Regions from separate parts of the Drosophila melanogaster genome. Here region 2 is linked to region 1. A link is a contact called in public HiChIP or PLAC-seq data. All regions are on one chromosome and are shown on one strand. The core of a region is the stretch at or near the end of the contact, and the rest is flanking DNA. Distances in the headings are between cores, read along the strand shown. Region 1 holds the start of CG44142. Region 2 holds the start of sqd (squid).

The links. HiChIP or PLAC-seq counts read pairs in DNA pulled down with a chosen protein or histone mark.
Region 2: a contact with region 1 is called in an H3K27ac HiChIP or PLAC-seq map of the Kc167 cell line, with 2.6 times the contacts expected there. The contact joins the promoter of sqd here to the promoter of CG44142 in region 1. A contact is called at or near these places in 2 of 107 Hi-C or Micro-C datasets (larval brain and wing imaginal disc) and 1 of 6 datasets of contacts at active chromatin or transcription factors (the Kc167 cell line).

The regions. Positions count from the first base shown.
Region 1 is chr3R:13,311,899-13,314,598 of dm6, reverse strand. It overlaps CG44142, which reads left to right and starts at 1,411. Exons shown (of 1, transcript NM_001275603.2): 1 at 1,411-1,744. The coding sequence starts at 1,432. The coding sequence ends at 1,683. CG32473 reads right to left here. Exons shown (of 7, transcript NM_169503.3): 7 at 1,814-2,646. The coding sequence ends at 1,971. It also overlaps the pseudogene CR46407.
Region 2 is chr3R:13,644,733-13,647,573 of dm6, reverse strand. It overlaps sqd (squid), which reads left to right and starts at 1,270. Exons shown (of 7, transcript NM_001260159.2): 1 at 1,270-1,821. The coding sequence starts at 1,655. rin (rasputin) reads right to left here and starts at 570. Exons shown (of 4, transcript NM_169533.2): 1 at 374-570.

The sequences.
Region 1 (2,700 bases), core at 162-2,661:
CTTAAAACCTATCTGGACTTATGGCTCCGAGCTGTGGGGCAACGCATCCAGAAGTAACATAGACATTATTCAGCGAGCACAGTCAAGAATTCTGAGAATTATCACTGGAGCGCCGTGGTACCTTCGGAACGAAAACATACACAGAGACCTAAAAATCAAATTAGTAATCGAAGTAATAGCTGAGAAAAAAACGAAGTATAACGAAAAGCTGACCACCCATACAAATCCCCTCGCAAGAAAACTAATCCGAGTATGCAGTCAAAGCCGGCTGCACCGCAACGACCTCCCAGCCCAGAAATAAACTTATTAGGGCATTAATGAAAAAAAAAACTATCACTAAGTGAAAGTTAATTAAGTTAGATTAAGATTTGAACACTTATTGTTAGTCTCTTAACACAAAGGGAAGATTCAATAAATAATAAAAAAAAAAAAAAAAAAAAACCTATCCCTTCTTAAAAAATATTACAGAAATTCTTTTTCAATTGTATTTTTTTTCAAAAATATCATAAGCAATCAGAATTCTTGTGGGGAAATCATTGACCACTTGATCCTTGTTGACAATTTGATTTTTGATGTTTGCGATCCCCGCTTCCAAAACTTTTTAATAACAAGTAGTTCCGGCTGGAGCTGTACGGCTGCGGACAAGTTTTTGGAATCGTTTAGCAGAAGAGCGCGATCGGCGGTGCTGAAGGTTTTCCGGGAAATATGTTCCGACCACTGCTCCCTGGCATAGTTCACCCGTTAGTTGCCCAATTGATTTGTGTCAATCCTTACCCAGCTGGTCTCTTCCGAAAGCGTTATGGTGGTCTCATTTTCATTGTTGAATATTAATGATTGGACTTCATTGTTGATGCTTCTCGTATAGATAATGGGAATCGACCAACGGTAGCTGTTTAAAGAAGTTTTGTTAAAGTAGTATTGTCGCTGAGCCATATGCTTCGTCCAGGTCTGCATGATCCGTCCAGGCCCTATTTCTTCTCGACTGCGGCGAGGTAATCCTCAGTACGGTAGATATGACGCACCAAACCAGATTCTTCAGCATACGTACTAAGGCTGCGCCCTTGGTGATGGTATCGAAGAACTCCGTGATCTTGGCAGGACTCTAAATGGACCTGACAATCGGATGGGAGGCTAAGGTCAATGGTCACCATCAGGAGCAGTTCCCGAATGATTGTCTGATTGTCTATATTCCATTCCGGGTGCATTTGCTTTACTCCCTTGTACTCAAGGAATGATGCGAAAAACTCGTTTAGCCACATGGCTAGCACGTTTTGTTATAATAAGTATTACTTTCATATTATCTTGTGGCATGTGTTTATAAACAATTAGCAAATTTGCTGGGTCTGTTTAAAACAATTGCTCCCCAGACTCGGACTTCGTATAAATGGGGAATCGATCGGATGAAAATTTAGTTCTGAATCGAGCATCACTATGCAGCCTTTCACTTTCCTGATGGCCATCTTGGCGGTTTCTCTACTCATGCTGTTCAGCACTCCGGCAACTGAGGGAACTTTCATTATTATCGCCTGCATGTTGCGGTCACCAATATGCCCATGGATTACAACGGCGACCACCAAGAAAAGTGCTAGTGGTAGTTCTAGTGGAAGTTCCAGTGGAAGTTCTGGTGGAAGTTCTAGTGGAAGTGATGGTGGAAGTTCTAGTGGAAGTGATGGTGGAAAGTAATCAAAATTTAACAAAATTAAAAATATTTTAGTTGCATCAAATTATACCATTTCTTTCGGTGAAAATGATCAGTATTTTAAAGGGATTAGCTTTAATTGATTAGGAAAAAGTATTCAAGAAATTATTTTTTCACTTGTATTTTCTTCAAAAATATCATAAGCAATCACAATTCTTCGTTTACATTTGAAATGCTTTTGCTTCACTAATTAGCTAAGACTATAGTCACTTCCATTGGTAGTTTTTACATTACTGATATTTTACAAGGTGCAAATGGCCGAGTTTAGGGCTCACTGAATGCGGTTGGTGACGCTGGACTGTTGAACGTAATTGGCCAACCATTCGCCCACCTGGGCCTTGTTGGCCGCTAGCCATTTGATGTTTGCCTTCACCGCTTCCAACGCCTGTTGACGGGCCGCAGTTCCGGCTCCAGCCTCGGGATATTTGGCAAAGAACTGCTGCATCTCTTCCAGCTTGGTTTCTGTTGAGAAGCGGGCAGTGATCGTGGGGATCAGACGACCCAAGGTGCGTTCATTGATGCCGAAACGATCCACCAACTTCTCCCAGTTTTCACGCACGTAATCCCACACAAGACTCTGACCCACCGGATTGGTGGATATATATCCAAGCAGGGTGAAGTAGTCCTGGCGGCGGACATTGCTCTCATCCCAGGCCCAGTTGATGTAACGCTGCAACAGCCATGGCACCTGCACGGCGGTTAGGCAGTTCATCAACTTCAGCTTTTCCTGGGCATCACTCTCGTCCAGATACAGCTTCCAAACTTGATCCCAGGCAGCCTCTGTGTTCACCTGTTGCAGACCATAGTAGTAGACAACGTCTCGGATATCCGGATTGGGCCGGGTCTCGGGGCTGGCTAGCCACTGGTTGAAGAGCGTGACCGCCTGTTGCAAGGAGCTCTCATGTCCCAAGCTGCAGGCTGAGCTCAGCACCTTAATACGGAGGCGACTGTAAAATATAATGAATTATATAAGTGTAAGAACGTCAGTGTCTAAAGTGCAT
Region 2 (2,841 bases), core at 21-2,520, 330 kb before region 1:
GCGCACACGAGGCCGTCGCCGGCTCACCTTTTTTAAGCGATATTTTTCCTCGTTTTTATTTTTCCTTTTTGTAATGCACAGTGTGTATTGCTTTTGGGTTGAAGTTTGCCGAAAAATCGGCACTTTTTGTAGCACTTTTCTTTGTTATCTTCCTGCGGGGGGCGGGGAGAGTTGGATTTCTTAGTGGAGCGCTGAAATTATGCGGTTTTTTTAATTTACAAAACGATAGTCGAAACGTATGAAATGCAGTATAAAATTGCAAGCTGCACACAAAACACACAGCCACACACACCAATGCACTCACTCGCTCACACACACACACTAGTCTAGTTTGTTGCAATTCTTTTTGTCTTTTTTTTTGAGAATAACTAACTTGGCAATTCTTGACGTGTATTTTTTGTTGCTTTCTGATGTTTGGCGATCACAGTTGTTGTTGAATTAAGTTACGATGCATATGTTGTGGCTTTTGAGTAGAAAATAATCGCAAACGCAATGAAATTGGACAAGTGTGTTGAATCGAGAAGAGAACCGACGTTCGTTCCTCTTTTCCTCTTTTTTGCCTCTGCACAGTTTTATTCTTGGTTTCGCGTGTGTTGGTGTGTGAATGATGGCGGCTTTTCCAAGGGTGTGCACACACTTCTTTTTTTGGGGTGGTTAATCTAGTATGTTCCATAGAATATTTTGATGAATTTGATATTTTCATATTTGAGCTCAATTAAGCTCATTTTAGGGGCGCTAAGTTTCTTTTAAATAGTTTTATAAAACTTATTTTCATTTTAGCCATTTCCGATTTTTTGAGTAAGCTCATGAAACACCTTTCTTTAAAGGAAACATTTTATATAGCAAATAAATAAAAACCATAATAACGTTATATTATAACCTGTTGGGAAATCCGAATATGAAAATTGTATAAATTTTTGCAAAAAATAAAAATATTTAATATAAACCAATTAAATGATTTAAAATATTGTTGATGTTTCAGCCTATAAGAAGTTAATATGAAAATTCGATTTTAAACAATTCTTTGTATGTAAATGTTGTTTTCGTTCCCAACACATAGTAAATAATGAACATTGTATTTTTTATATTTATAAAATTATAAATGTTTATGAAATACTTAATATTTATTTAAATATTTAAACCTTTAATACAACTAAAATGAATTTATAAACCAAGTAACTTGTCCATTGTGTAAACTGGGCTTTAAAATATTTGTATAAAATTTTTGGTATTCTTTTCATTTTCTCTTCATAGGTGTGTGTACATTGTATAAATCAAAGCTGCCATACTGCAAGCAGACAAGTCACGCGCCCATTTAGCTCCTTATATAGGCTTATTTGGGGTGGTATCGTACAGAAAATCCCAATTTAATCCTTGGCAAATGTATAGCTAACAATCTCCAGGTAGAGCAAGCAAATACAATACAAATATTTACCAAAATAATACCAAATCGACTTGACTGGGAAAACATCAAGGTGGCAACGCCGCACCCATATACACACGCTGTCGTTTGCATTTATCATTTTCCGGTCGTCATTTCATTCGTACGCGCGACTTTTTGGCGAGTGTGTATAAAAATCTCCGGCTCTGCGTAAAAAACGAATATCGTGCTGCCTAGCCCCCGAAATTAGTAGATCAGTCGAAAACACACAAAATGGCCGAGAACAAGCAAGTGGATACAGAAATAAACGGCGAGGATTTCACCAAGGACGTGACTGCCGACGGTCCGGGATCTGAAAATGGTGATGCGGGCGCCGCCGGCTCGACCAACGGCAGTTCGGACAACCAATCGGCCGCATCCGGCCAGCGGGACGACGACAGGTATGTCCATTATCCGGCGGATACGTTTTTTTTTTGTTCTTTTTTATTTTTGCAACGGGCAACCGATGATCATGTGCCCCCCATAGATTTTCTGCTTCTACATAGTGTATATTGCCTACTCTGTTACGTAAATGCAAAGCTAACGTCGTTGGTCGAGTTTCATTGGATTTTACGGGGTTCTGCGGGGGAAGTCTGACCCCTTTTGTGTTCTCTCTCGCTTGCGCTCGTGCGTCGGAGTGTGTTTAAGTGTGTGTGTGTGAGGTGTCGGTGCGACTGTACTTCAGTCATATTAATAGAATCTTCGGGCCAAAATGCATCATCACAGTCTCGGGAGACATGGAAAATTTTCAACGTTTTCCCCTGCACACACACGCACTTTCCGCAATGAAAACCAGAGTTTTCTTAAGCTAGGAGCACATTTTCTCCCCTTTGTGAGGTTATGTTTGTTTCCCACGTTGCCCCACAGACACACTGTGACGCATACGAACACAAATCATACGGTTGCCTTTCACTTGCAAAAAATGTGGCGAAAAAAAACGTTGGAAAAAGTTATGTTTGTATTTGTCAGTGTATTCTTTTTAATTCGCATTACTCTTTGTTTCGGCTATTTCGTTGTTATTTTGTGCTCTTCCAGTTTTGTACCCAAAATGGCGGCTGCATACAGGCATACATACCAACCTAACGCCCGCTGTTCTGTAGGTGTGTGCGTGTTTTGCAGTTTTCACTTATTCTCTTGCTTGCCGGCTTCGCTCGCTCGCCACCTCTTTTGCGCGCTCTTACTCTCAGAGAGCGACAGCCGGCGTTGTTTGGAGTTGCCAAGGCGCCAAAATATTAATTTAACGAACAATTAATGTAAATTATAAATGATAAATAATTTTGATGGATTAAAGCATAGAGATAATGATGATCAAGTAGAATGGTCCTCTTGTTTGCTCCCCTGCGTTTTGGTTTTTAGGTCTAGCGTACACTTCATTTGCCCATCCTTTATGATCATTTTATATCTAAGTTTAATCTTAAGTC